Linked DNA regions of Mus musculus: region 1 is linked to region 2. A link is a contact called in public promoter capture Hi-C data. All regions are on one chromosome and are shown on one strand. Each heading gives the region's core, a stretch centred on a gene start, on an enhancer-like site or on the middle of the called end of the contact. The rest is flanking DNA. Distances are from core to core; before and after follow the strand shown.

Region 1 (6,693 bases), core at 1,188-3,687, 93 kb before region 2:
GCTAACAAGGACAAGTGCTCACAGTCTGGGCGTGTCACTCTTCACTGGGTCCATAAGGGTTAATGTCTGATAGTTTTGAAAACCACCAAACTGGAAAAGTAAGGGTCGGTGCAAAATATGCACGCAATACGCAACAGTCTTAGCTAGTGGTGAGGACGATATCTTGGTTCTGCTTTTTTTCAAGCTTGCTTCTCAAGACTGGGTGGCACAGGTGAGAAGAGCCCAATGAAAGCCGAGCGCCGGATTCCCGCAGGCTGTGTGGAGCTACCTGCAATAGGCGATCTTGCTCTTTCTGCCACCGCTCCTGCCTCCGTCTCTCCTCCTCTTGATCCCAAGCCCAGCGACTCGGGGCACTGAGGGTTGGAACTGGAAGCTAACCAGTTTGTGGCACAGGAGAATGGAAACACAGAACACCACGTCACTAAGTCATCTACTGAAACACGTCCACACTCAGCAATCATTGATTTCAACGCTGGCTTATACCACAATGATGCAGACATGGTCTCACAGATCAGCGTCAGTCTTTCCAGCTTACAACATGACAATCTGATCAACATTGATGCATCTTAACACTAAACAAGAAATAGTACTGTGTAGTAGCCCTGTCCTACCCAACTTCCCTCACATAGGACCAACTGCAAAAGTCTAATACTCACATCGGGGGCCACAGAATCCGAGCTTCCTGCGAGCAAGGAAGAAAGGCACAACGTGAGTTTCCATTTCTCCAAAGTAATTCTTTTCACAGCACTAGCTGTCCCTGCCAGCATAGGAGTGACATCAGCCTTCTGTTTAACCTTTCCCTTCAGTTCTCTTGGGAACTCGTCATCCAAATTCAAATTTAATAACAGAGGAAACCGCTGGTACCTCAGACTCTTAGAAACAGAGCCGAGCCCACTTTACCGCTTCTGTTATTTGAAACACAAGTATTCAAGTTTGATGTGTAACCCAGCAGGCACAGTGTTGTTGTTGTTGTTGTTATTGTTATTATTATTATTATTATTATTATTATTATTATACTCTATTGTTGCTTTCTGAGAATGAAACCCAGGCTGACCTCAAGCTCAACTAATGTAGCAAACAAACACTGACTGTGAACTTTGAGTCCGTCTGCCTCCAACTTCCATGTGCTGGGACTTCAGGTGTGGATGCCCCTGCCCCTTTAATCCAGGATGGTCTTGAACTTTTAATTTTCCTGCCTAGCCTTGGCATTCGAGCTGGGTATGACTACACTCGGTTAGCTTATTCCTTCTTTCATCAGGGAGCTTGTATAAATATGTGTCAACACATTGTACAATTCTAGAAAAGTGAAATTTCAGAAAGTATAGTATTATACAGTATTTAGAAATTTTTCTGAAATCTCCACCGTCACATAAATTATTCACTTATATAACTATTTTTTTTAAGTTGTCATAAGAATTAGGAAAATTCTTGTCCCTAAAATAGCTCACTGAAGAAAAATTAGAGAAAACTAGAATAAAGACAAGGCATTATTTTGTTTTAGCCAGCTTGAATTAGGTGTGTGATATCACTTCAACTGAATAACCACAGAAAACAATAAGTTTAGTAAAAAAAAAAAAAAAATATATATATATATATATATGAATCAAAAGCACCAAGGACAGCTGATAAACTCTATTTATGGTCTGAGAGGAAACTTAATCTACTTTAAGAAGAATATTAGGTAATAAACACAACAGACACAAACCCAGTAGGTATCATAAAGCAATTTTTGAAATGTTTCATGAATCTTTAAAGAAATAGTAACATTTCAGATAGCAACAGTAAATCTCCTGTCATGTTGCAACTAAAATGTTAGATATTACTTTTAAGTTCCTCATAGCAAAACAGAGTTGAAACCACATTCAGGAGACAGAGGGTTAGACAGATGTGAGGATGAAGAGAAGCCGCATGCATCACACCTCACGAGGCAGTTCGTGCAGCTACACCAACATAGATGACTTCTCAGTGCTCCTGTGTTAGGTGCCACCAAATCTCCTTTACTTTACATTGCCTTTGACATCAACAGAGTCATCATTCTATGCCTTCCAACTCCATCATTCCAATAACGACAAGTAACTCTGCTCTTCAGGAATGGTATCTCCCATGACCAGAGCCAGGTTTGTTTGTTTGTTTTTGCTGTTTTGGGAAGTCTACCAAACATATGTTGGTGTAATCTAATGGCAAGCTGTGCAAGTGACGGAAGCAGGAAGCTGAAAATGAAATTCCTCAAGTCTTCCTGTTACCCGGTGGGGAAACACGTGTGTGTAGCAGCATCTCAGTGCGTGGGTGGTTTTGCTTTGTTTCCTTCACAAGGTTAAGAGAGGGGGGGGGGGAGAAACAGCTGGAAAGCTAGACAAAGGACACGCAAAGCCCGTTACCACAGAGGTAGACCCAGGAGCTGTAAGAAAAGCCTGGCCATCCTGGGGAAAGAAGGGAAACGGGTTACGTTGCTTGGTCACAAGAATAGCAAGATGGAAAGAGACTGGTGCCTGGAAGCACAGACTACAGAAGGCTGGAGTGAGAGATGAGATCATGAGAGCCCGGGAATAGTTTAGCTTGTCGGTTTACCTTGTTCAAAAAATTGTGATCGCCTTTTTAAATTTTTCAAAGAAATGGATTCTGATGCTAGTTGGAAAATAAGAAAATAAATACCACGTCATTCTTCCAATCCTTAGCAATATTATTTTCCAAATAACAAAATTGGTAGCCACTGAAGAGAAGAGATTATTTCAAGGCAGACACACACGTTTGAGTAGTCTACACGACATTCTAATTAGTAAAAGGAACCAATGCTTGTATTAATTATTTTTAGTCGGTAGCATCGTACCGTCACAGCAAGGAGAGGCATACAGTCTTCTTAAAGCATAATGTCCCCCAAGAAATGAAAACTAGCAGTTTTTGTTTAGGTTAATCAACCTAAAGTTAATTCTCCCCAAGCGCTTTTACAATATGATAAAGGGGAATTGAAAAGCATCTAGAGGAGACGTCAACAAAAGCAGTTCACCATAAAGAACAATCCAGTGAAAACAACTGCTGCTGACTTTTTAACTAAACAACCCTCGAGTAGCACAGAGTCCCAAGGTCACAATGTAGACGTCATATCAATTGGCTCTACTATTCGGGCCACTGGCAGAACAGAACAGGGATCCCTTCGATTTTAGTATCATGAAGGAATATAAGCAATTCTCATTTTAAAACTATGTGGATAAAGGAAAAAATAAAACCAACCCCAGCTTCTAATTATTAGAAATGAAGGGCAGAGATACTAATCACGGGAGATTCACAGACTTTGATCAGCTTTGTTCAATGTATCTGCCCAGGTATGTCTAAAGTCACCAAAACAAACAGTCCTACGACAAGAGGCCCTGGCTCATGGTGTAAGACCTGTAGCTTTTTCTAGCTTCTTTTCTGCTTATATGGACCTGAAAACTCTTTCTGGTATGTCTACAGAATAGCACACAATATTCAGTAGCTAGATTATTGCTGAACGGTCAAAGCAGAGAGTGAGAACTCTAACATCAGCCTGGACACTCTGCCATCTTTTTTCAGACAAGTGTGCCTTCCCTCAACTGTTGCTGCCATTGGTGTTTCTCTGCCAGGATCTGCCCCCTGCACATTGGTCCTTTTTAAAACAGTGAGGGAGGAAGGGCAGCCTCACCATTTTGTGTTTAAATGAAGATCCTTCTGCCAACACTCCATAGCCAGGAAGCTGCTGGCCCTGGGAAAATCTGTTCTCCCTTGGCTTAGGTACCCAGAGCCCTGAGCAGGCTGCTGAGCTTGTTTAGAGATCTTGACACATTCCAGGCTGGCACTGACTCCCTCTCACCTGGCCACAATTGCATCTACATGCTATTTGGTTTAAACTTGCTGTGCCTCCAGTTTTCCTTCACTTACAGATATTAACTTTTATGGCAGATCTTGAGCTTATGATTTACCATGTGCAACCAACAGAAGCAATTTAAGAGTGAGTTTTACCTTTTGAATCAAAGGGGTTACTTTCCTCGTGAATTCCATTGACTTCTTTGGATTCAGTATACTGGAAAGCGGGAGAAAAGCTAATTAACATTCTGTCTGATTGGACTTCGGAATTAAATAATGTATCTCTCATTAGGGAAAAGTATCTTTAAACAAGATGGGTTTTTCAGGGTGTTGATTAATTCCTCGTAGCTTATGTGTAGTAAAATCTTAATGTTTTTCATGACTCTCCAATACTTGTAAAAGGATTAATGACTAGCTGCAGGCAAAGATGACCATAAGTTTAATCAGTCATTGATGTTCTTAGAGGCATGATAGATAAAATAATCAGTCCTTCATTTGGTTTATATTTATGAGTAGTAAAACAGCCATTTAAGATTCTTTAACATTTCAATCCTTCAAAACTGTATTAATACTTTCTTATATTAGATAAGTTTATTCAGGTCAAAGTTTAAATTATCAACTGAAAATGAATAATTATGATTAGAAATAGATGCATTTTTTAAAAAAAACTGCATGAAAAAAATACTGCTTTTAACGTTTTGAAATTTCATACATTATAGTTTTTGAATCAATTCACAAAACTGATGATGTCTTGGTCACATAAGCAATCCAATCTATCAGATTCACCATGTAAGAATTAAGATGCTTTGTGAGGCTCCATGGTGCACACTTTACCAGTTGACTGGAGAGCACACAGATCACTTATAGCATGCAATCTTCCACATTAGCTCTTTCTCATTCACACAGATCTGAGAGAGGCCTGTGATGTTGACACTGGTGAGCACCACGGGCAGAACATCATTATGGGATGTCAATATCATTACATAACTCAATAATGATAGGCTGCTAATAAAAACGTATTTTCAAAGCTACACTTAGTCTAGGTACTCAGTATACCCTAACTTTATCTTATATTGTATCAAAATGATTTCACAAACCATTGCTTCCCCCATATCTATGGCCTCTAGGGGTACTCTGTTCTACTTACAGGACTCTGAAGGCTTTCAGAGAAATCAGTTGTGACTGATAAACTTGAAGACTTGTCTGAGTTGTAAATTCCTGATGTTGTATCGATCCACTTTGTTTCAGATGAACCTATAATTTTGGTAGCCACACTGGTAAGATTGAGGGTTTTATGCCGTATAAATGGCAGGGAAGGTTGGTCTTTGCCCCAGTCTGATTGGCACATGAAGATCAAGTAAGGAATACACATAGACGGTAAAGTGGAAAGAATACAGTTACTGAATGCACAGATATAAAATGTACACAGATAGATGTACAGACAGTCAGACAGGTGAATCAAGTCACATGTAAATGACAGAGACTTTAGGGCTTTAGCCAGCAGACCACCTTCCCAAGACACAAAAGTTAAAAAATCACGGTAGTTAGTAACAAGAAAACTAGCAAATGTGCTGATTCTTTTCTTAAATTGGGACTACATGTTATATGCCAATAGCAAAGACTGAAGAGACTCAATGCTCCCTTCCACCTGACCATCACCTATGACACAGAAACACTATGGTATAAAAAGCAGATTAAACTGCTATGAGAATAGGTAGGAACATGTCCCACTGGGACCTTGAGGGCAGCAGTATAGTTGAATAGTGCAGAGAACAGGAAACTGGACAGCCATTCTTTTTGGCTGTTCTTGTTTTTGTTTTTTTTTTTTTTTTTTCTGAGACAGGCTGTCCTGGAACTTACTCTGTAGACCAGCTGCCCTCAGGCTCAGATATCCACCTGCCTCTGCCTTTCCAGTCCTAGGATTAAAGGTGTGAGCCACCACTGCCCACCTCACACTGCCGTTTTTAATGCTTAGCTTTGTGATCATGAAGATCAAGTAACGAATACACACAGTTGCTAAAGTAGAAAGAATAGTTGCGACTCCCAGGTACAGATACATTTGCTTTTAATTGACATGTACATTCAGCTCTATCAGTTACAGAAAAAAGCAAAATGGTGTCGAATTCAGTAGATTTGCTAGTGAAGCATTTTCAGAAAGAATACTCAGAGGCAGTGTTTGTGATTTGTCCCAACAACGATGACAAAACAACTGTAAGCACAAAGCTATGTAAAATGGGGGTGGGGAGAGGATTAATGAAGCCAACTGTTAGAACCATCTGCCCAAGTTGGGTTTCCTTATTTAAAAAGCCAGACACAGTGGGAAGTGAACTCACCAGACTTTCCGTAACGCCGGACGTCCATCACTAAGTTTCCAGTTTCTTGGGCGTTTGCCATAACTTCCTCCCACTTTTTTGTATCCTTATATGAAAACTTGGTGTTATTGATGGCAAGAATTTCATCATCTACCTGCAGCTGAGAAAATTCTGCTGGGCTACCTAAACAACATAAAGGGAACAGTTGGATGAAGAGAAACCTGTACAGTATGCTCTCTGCTGTTTCTTTAAATTAAAGAGAATGACTTTTTCATCTCAGCAAGTTCAATTCATTTCCAGTAGGGGAGTAACACCGATATTTTCATATGTATCATATCTCAGATATATCTAATATCTGAATCCTTACACCACATGAAGTACCAAGGGCATTATTTATTTCATAGTCTCTATCTTTGTTTACATGGAAAGGAGAAATTTTAAATTCAGACAATAAAAAAATAACTTAATCATCTGAGGGACAAAGAGAAGCAATGTAATTATTTTTAAACTAAAAATGTGAAATATATACATTAATTGAGCATCAACTAGAACTCTGGGGGTG
Region 2 (7,077 bases), core at 600-3,099:
AAGGGAAAGATTAGTGGTATAAATACATAAAATAATCATAAATAAAGTGGCCCATCCAGACTCTCCAGAGAAAGAGAATCAACAGGGTGGATATAGAAAAGGACTTCTTGGGTCAGTCAAATGGCTCAGGCGGTAAAGGTGCTTGCTGCTAAACCTGACAACCACGTGAGTTCAAGCTAATGATCTTACCTCAAAGAAAAGCAGCACCTCCTGAAAGTTGTCATCTAACCTTCACAAGTGTGAACTCACACACACACACACACACACACACACACACAATAAAGAAATAAAGTAATAAAAAATAAATGTTAAAGTGGAGGCTGCAATGTCCCAACCTGGAGACCCAGGAGAGTCCATGCCATGGTACTATTCCAAAGTAGGATGACCTGGAGGACAGGAAAGTTGACTGATCCTTCAATTCAGTCCAAAGGAGGGAAAGCCTGTGTGGCTGCTCAGGCAAGCAGAGAAGCTCCCTCTCCATAGAAAGGTCAGCCTTCTTCAGAGCAGCCTTCCACTGATGGATAGCAACTGATAGATAACAACTGATGGATAAGACCCACCCCCATCCGCTTTCCTTAATTTACTGATTCAAAGGCTAATGTCATCTAAACACACACTCATAAGCAATGCCAGGAATCACAGCTGACCAAATATCTAGGCATCCCTTATCACAGTCAAGCTAATACAGAAAACAAGCCATCGAAGTAACTGAACTATTCAACCGGCTTTCTCTCTTCCTAAGTTCCTTGTAGTCTGCTCCTCGAGTAGCCGCACTAACATGAGCTAGCAGCTTTATTCAGATAACACACGCCACCCATTGAAAACACACAGTGCACTGCTTCTCATGTATACTCACGGATACTGTGCACCCACAACCATAGGAACCACTAACCTGGGGACAACAAATTACATTGTTCTCAGAATATTCCCTTAGACTCCCAACTATGCCAGTGAGGCTTCCGCAGTCTGGCTTACCCACCTCTCCTCACACCAATCAGACCTAAGTCTTTTATAAACATACCCTCCTCTCTTCCTTAGATCTGGAAACCTCCCACCCACCCGCCCAAGATCAGTCCTCCAGCCACTTCACGCAGGCCCCTCTTCAGCATCATTATCCACTTACATCCCTTTCCCCATATAACTGCTGGCAACTAAGGCAGTCTTGTATTTCCTTCCCTGGAGTTATTAGCATGTATCAAACATTATTCATCTGCAGTATCCTGATGCGGCTCTCACCTCACTGCAGGGAATGCCGGCTCCCAGAGAGTAATTGTCTCAGCCTTCTTGGTAGCCTTGTCCCAAGTGTGAGAAAGTGGCCTGACCTCACAGTAGGCATTCAGTAAATGTTTCCAGGAAGGGAGGGCCTTCCTGAGACTTATCAAGGGACCAGGGCCTCACATTGGTTTCAAACCTTCCATTCTATTTCTTAGCAACCTCATTTGCTCCCCGATAGGCAATTCCTACATAGCGCAAATTACCTTAAAAGGGACTGTTCCAAATTCATTTGGATGAAACTATGAGATAATCCTACTCAGATACTGAATCAATTGGGTTTTTTTTTTTGGATTAATTATTTTTCAACTCCACAAGATAGAGTATTGGTTTAGCAATTCTAATTCATTAAAGTTATGAAAGAAAAAAGAAGCTGGCCCCAAGGCAGAAACTTGACATATAAATGTGGATCTCAGACTTAAAAACCGAGCAGCTTTGGGAGATCTGAGGAAATGCTCCTGAACTTGTGCCAGCAGGTGATTAAGAAATTGTGGCTGGAAATCAAACAGGAGTTTCCTGCTTTGCTGCACTACATCATCACTGGGTATCAGCAACAACTCAGGGGACCTATGCAATGACTCAGAGGGTAAAGGTGCTGGCCCTGCAAGCCTGGCAACCTGAGGTCAATGCCCAGAGCCTAGAGAGGTGGAAGCAGACACCAACTCCAATTCCACAGTTGTGTGCACGCACGCGCACGCGCACACACACACACACACACACACACACACACACATATAAATAAAACAACTCAAGGTTGACGGCAAGTTTTAAATTTTCATCCCTGATGACTCTTGTCTTTTATTGAAAGGAGGAGAGAAGCAAGGAGAGAAGGCTGTGTAAGCAGGTCACCCACCATGGCCGTCTTCATACGCCACCTCTCTAGAAGTGCTCAGGCACCCCCGCATTTATAGCTAACCTTTCTTACCAACAAGATGGCGTCACACATGCCCTGGCCAATAGATCCGATGCAGGGACTGTTTCAAAACATAGATGGCAATCCCCAGCAATCCCAGGGAAACATCATTACCAAAATGAATCAATTAACATGAAACCACGGAAAACATTTTTCATTCATCTCATTTTTAGTAGATGCTTAGCTTTTATGCTGTAATTTCTTACATGAGTAAGCAATATTGTAATATTACTACTATTATATTGTTTCCATAGAAGATGGAGTACCCAGAGCTTTACTTATTGGTGCTAGGATTACAGAGAAACGGTGAATATCAGTATATGAGAGGCTAGTGGGCATTTGAGACAGCTTGGGCTACATTATGACACTATCTCAAGAGAAATAAGTAAATATCTGTTTTGAATGTGACTGACAATAGAGCCATTTTAGCATTTAAGCTAGTTATATGACTTGGAGTGTGGTTTGTGGTCCCTCAGGAAATATTGCTCATTGTAGTTTAATAATGAAGCAATTTGCCAGGTGTGGGTGTGCGCTCCTTCATTCCCAGCACTCAGGAGGCAGAGGCAGGTGGATCCCTGAGTTCAGAGCCAGTATGGCCTACAGAGTAAGTTTCAGGACAGCAAGGGCTGGACTTGTGTTTCCAAAAACCAACATAATAGATGGTGATGATGATTATGCGAATTTAACTATTTTAATCAATCTTATTAATATCTTCTAATATTCATTATCTATTTGGAAATGAGTTAGAAACAGAGATATTCATCTTTTAACTCAATGGAGTATCAAGATCTGATACAATAGACATAAAACTGATCTATGGTGGCGATTTGAGAGAAATAAAATTGAAAGAGCATGAAACCTCATGGACACACAGAACCTTCACTAATTACCAATTGTGGTGAAATAAAAGCCTGAGAATGAAGCGGAGCTGAGCATGAGCAGACAGCCCATCATGGTGGCGGCTGGCTGTCTCCCTCTCCATACCTTCCCCAGCATATAAATGTTTATCTCTATCCCTCTGAAGATGGAAGATGAGGAACACAGCTGTCAGAATTACTAGTCATATTGACTTGCAATCAAACAGGCAAGGATGCACAAGTCAAAAAGAATTCACTTTCCACATGTTCTGAGGTAGAACTGAGAACTCAGAGTCATCTCCAAAATCAGCAGAAAACAAAAGATGCCCCAGGAGAGGACAGATCCCTGGATCCTAAGTAACTGTTTCATCTTGCTACTCTATAGACACGTAGACGTCTTAGGCTCTGATGTGTTTTCTGGGTTGGTTGGTCCGTAGGTTGGTTAGGAGGTAGGTTAGTTTTGTTTTGTGTGTTTGATTGCTTGTGAGATTTGCTGAGGAACATATGGAACCCAGAGCCTTAGATATGCTAGGGAAACATTGTTATACATCCAGTTCCGATGTTTTCTGTCCTTAAACACTAGAGTATGCCCATGAATGCATCTGATCATTATAACTGAGGAAATAATGCCTGTGAGCCCCAAACAGGTGAGTGGTTAGCCAGAGGAGTTCCTTAAGAAGGCAGTTGTTTGCAGGAGAGGGGCATTCATTTCCTTTAGCTCATTATATCTGTACTTCTTGAATTGTAGGAGAAAACAAACAAACAAACAAACAAAAGCATCATTGCCTACAGATTTTCACTCTTTCCTGAAAAGTAAAAAAAAAAAAAGAGGTGGGTGGTGGTACAGAGAGTCAGTCCACACCTAAGAGCAGCAAGGTAGCCAGGTCACCTTGACAGCAGGTTCCCAGGTCAAGTTTGCACGGCTTCTGGAAAAGAACAAGCTGAGGCAGGCACAATGAGGCTCCACTAAGTCACACCATCACGAAAGTGATGGATAAGGGTGACATCACACAAGCACACATCAACTCACCTAGAAAACAGCAGTCAGAAAGGACCCGGGCCTGCGCTGTCCCTGGACCAGCCATGACAGGCAAGAGAAGTGAACACACCCAACAGTATCCACTAGCTGGGATCTCTGCCCATTTCCTCCAATGAGGAGTCTGCCTTCTCAACTTCAATGCCACCCTTGGCCCAATTCTGCCCTTAAGAGTTAACACTATTGGACTAGATAGTTTGAAGTTGGCCTCAAACCCTCTATGGAGCCTAAGCAGGCCCTGGCTGAACTCAAGATCCTCCTGCCTCAACTTCCTGAGTCCTGGGATTACAAGGATGAGCCCCATGCCAGCCAAGAGCACAAAGGTAATTCTTTACACCAAGCAGGTTCAGTTCAGCCCCTACTTTCAAACAGATTTGGACACACCAAGAATTTTTCCATGGAGCCCACATATTCAAGCAAATAAGTCCGGCTGCATGTTCTGAAGCACCACTTCTTTCCAAAGGGAAATCACAATTGAAATGGAAAAGGGGCAGAAGGGAGGGGGAGGTGAAGTCCTCAGGCAGAGTCGGTCACATGATCCTTGTAGGAAAAGCCTGGTGCTCACCATCTTGCTTCTTCAGCTAAGTAGTTCTCAACTGGGGATGGTTTTATCTCCTAGGGGTGAGTGGCAATGTCAGACTTGTTTAGTGATCACAAATGATAGAAAAGTGCTTTATCCTCCGGTCAGTCTCAGAGGCTGCAATGCCACTAAAGAAAGTTCCGTGCGGCCGGGCGTGGTAGCGCCACGCCTTTAATCCCAGCATTTGGGAGGCAGAGGCAGGTGGATTTCTGAGTTCAAGGCCAGCCTGGTCTACAAAGTGAGTTCCTGGACAGCCAGGGCTATACAGAGAAACCCTGTCTCAAAAAACCAAAAAAAAAAAAAAAAAAAAAAAACCACAAAGTTCATTGCGCAAGGTAGAGCTCTACATAAAGTATTGTCTGCCCCTGAGGTCAGTGATGCTGAGGGGGAGAAACCTTGATTTACTTACAGACTTACAGTTTACAACTGGATTTATTTATACACCAATACATTGTCAGGTGTTCTACATGGCTGAAGGACTCAGGGTTAACAACTTCCTGGCTGTTTCTCCACATATTGTGTTTCCTGTACGCTAACAATCCGATGGTAAACATTATTCTGCTTCAGCGGCTCTTTTCACCATCAGGATGTCTTGCCTCTGCCTTGGGGTTTTACTTTGTTGTTGAACATTTTTTTATTCCCACATTGTTGGTGTTGAGTTTCGGTACGTTGAACATACCCACACTAAGCGCCACATAGTTATTTGGAAGATATGGACTAACTCCTGGGTTAGTTAGTTAGATTTTTTTTTTTCTATTTTAAACAGTTTTGTAATTAATAGAAAGCAGAGAAGAAATAGGAAGAATGTGATTGTTTATGAAAGAAGACTTGATCAATTAAGGGTCATTGCCCTCAAGCCAGAGTTTGATCCCAAAGACCTACACAGTAGGCAAAAGACAACTAGTAAAAGTTGTGTTTTGAAGTCCATACTCAGACCATGTATGAGCCCGCCCCCCTCACACACACACACACACACACACACACACACGTTAATTAAAGATAAACACATTTAAAACTTAGGTGAGACCAACCTTATCACTAGAACACATAAGAGAACATATTCTCTGACCTTCTAAAGAAAGCAATTGCATGAATGTTTCAGTTGCTTCTCTTGCCACTCTTCCTAGCTCAGAACATACTCCATGGTTTGCTCACAGGCTAGTCTACAAGGGACTTTGTACAAGGGGCTTTGCGTTTAAAAACTAAACAAATGTAATGCATAGCTCCCACAAGCTGAAAAAGTATGGCTAAAAAAGACTTAAGAAGGAGTCATGGAAAGACAGGAAACACTACACCTTCTCAGCTTACATTTTCACCCAGAAGTCCTGTCACTAGTTGACATATTTGGTGCATCTCCCCTACACAAACACCCTTCCCAGAACACACTTCAACCTTCAAACCTCTGCTGAATGAAAGCAAGGCCTTGGGGCACTCCCCTCTACCCAAACAACTACTTTCTCCAAGAAACTCACTCTCAGGATTGCTGATCGCCAGAGGGAGAAAGGCCTGGTCCAGTGAGAAGTTTCTGAACTTCAGATAAGAGATGCCAAACCAAGATTCCTGCTGAGAACAGCACAGGAATGAAGTAAGCTGAGCTGGCGTGTTTATGGTTGAACACTGGCTTACCACAAGAGGCATCTGATAGATCTTCAAAATAAACTATCTTCACCTGGCTTGGCTTGAACGCATCTCTAGGCTTCGCTACTCAGAAAAGCCTTGTGCTGAAAGCTGGCAAAATCCAAACCAAGAGCTCCAGAGGCAGACACCTGACAGTGACCTCTCTGCGTGTCTCTCTGTCTCTGTCTCTCTGTCTGTCTCTGTATGTGTGTGCCTGTCTCTCTATCTCTGGGTGTGTCTGTCTTTTTCTCTGTGTTTCTCTCCGTCTCTCTCTCTGTCTCTCCCCCCCCCCTCACACACACATACACAGAGGCAAATCATCTAACTAAGAAGGCTTTTTGACTGTGTCAACATCAGTTTCCTGGTCTGGACTTTGTATCTGAAATGTCTCACAGAGGAACTTTAGGATACTAGAGAGGCCCTCTTTATACATCCTAGAAACCTACATTTACTTCAAAGTACACAATTATCAACTAAAAACATTTACCTATGTACCTAAGTTTCCTAGGGCTATCACCACAAAATACGAACAAGCAATAGAAATGAACCTATTTATTGTCTTGGTGTTCTGCGGCAGGAGTCCAGCATCAGTTAGGAAACTCTTGCTTCCTGTGAAGTCTCTGCAAGTCTCCTCAGGCCCTTGCGGGATGTTGGAAACTCATCAGTAATCTCTGGGGTTCTTTGGGCTGTGGTGCTCCACCTCAAACCCATCTTCATATGGTATTCTACCTCTATGTATATCTCCTCACAATCACCATTCCTTAGGGACACCTCTCAGATGAGGGGCTCACTCTACGCTGAA

What was found. Capture Hi-C pulls out chosen DNA fragments and counts their contacts.
Region 1: a contact with region 2 is called in a promoter capture Hi-C map of adipose tissue. The contact joins two enhancer-like sites. A contact is called at or near these places in 1 of 484 Hi-C or Micro-C datasets (nephron progenitors), 2 of 115 datasets of contacts at active chromatin or transcription factors (cardiomyocytes and extraembryonic endoderm stem cells) and 3 of 9 other capture datasets (adipose tissue, liver and pancreatic islet).

Annotation. Positions count from the first base shown.
Region 1 is chr14:101,911,620-101,918,312 of GRCm38.p6, reverse strand. It overlaps Lmo7 (LIM domain only 7), which reads right to left. Exons shown (of 31, transcript NM_201529.2): 17 at 6,153-6,314; 18 at 4,967-5,073; 19 at 3,976-4,036; 20 at 2,569-2,625; 21 at 657-682; 22 at 269-373. Among named protein-coding and RNA genes, the nearest start is that of Lmo7, 190 kb to the right of the region's middle. Within about 2 kb of position 2,437, at least 7 of the 459 cell types and tissues checked have an H3K27ac peak or open chromatin away from gene starts, as enhancers often do. A contact at or near this core is called in adipose tissue, where this site is marked.
Region 2 is chr14:101,817,308-101,824,384 of GRCm38.p6, reverse strand. All of the region lies in intron 3 of Lmo7 (LIM domain only 7), which reads right to left. Among named protein-coding and RNA genes, the nearest start is that of Lmo7, 91 kb to the right of the region's middle. Within about 2 kb of position 1,849, at least 17 of the 459 cell types and tissues checked have an H3K27ac peak or open chromatin away from gene starts, as enhancers often do. A contact at or near this core is called in adipose tissue, where this site is marked.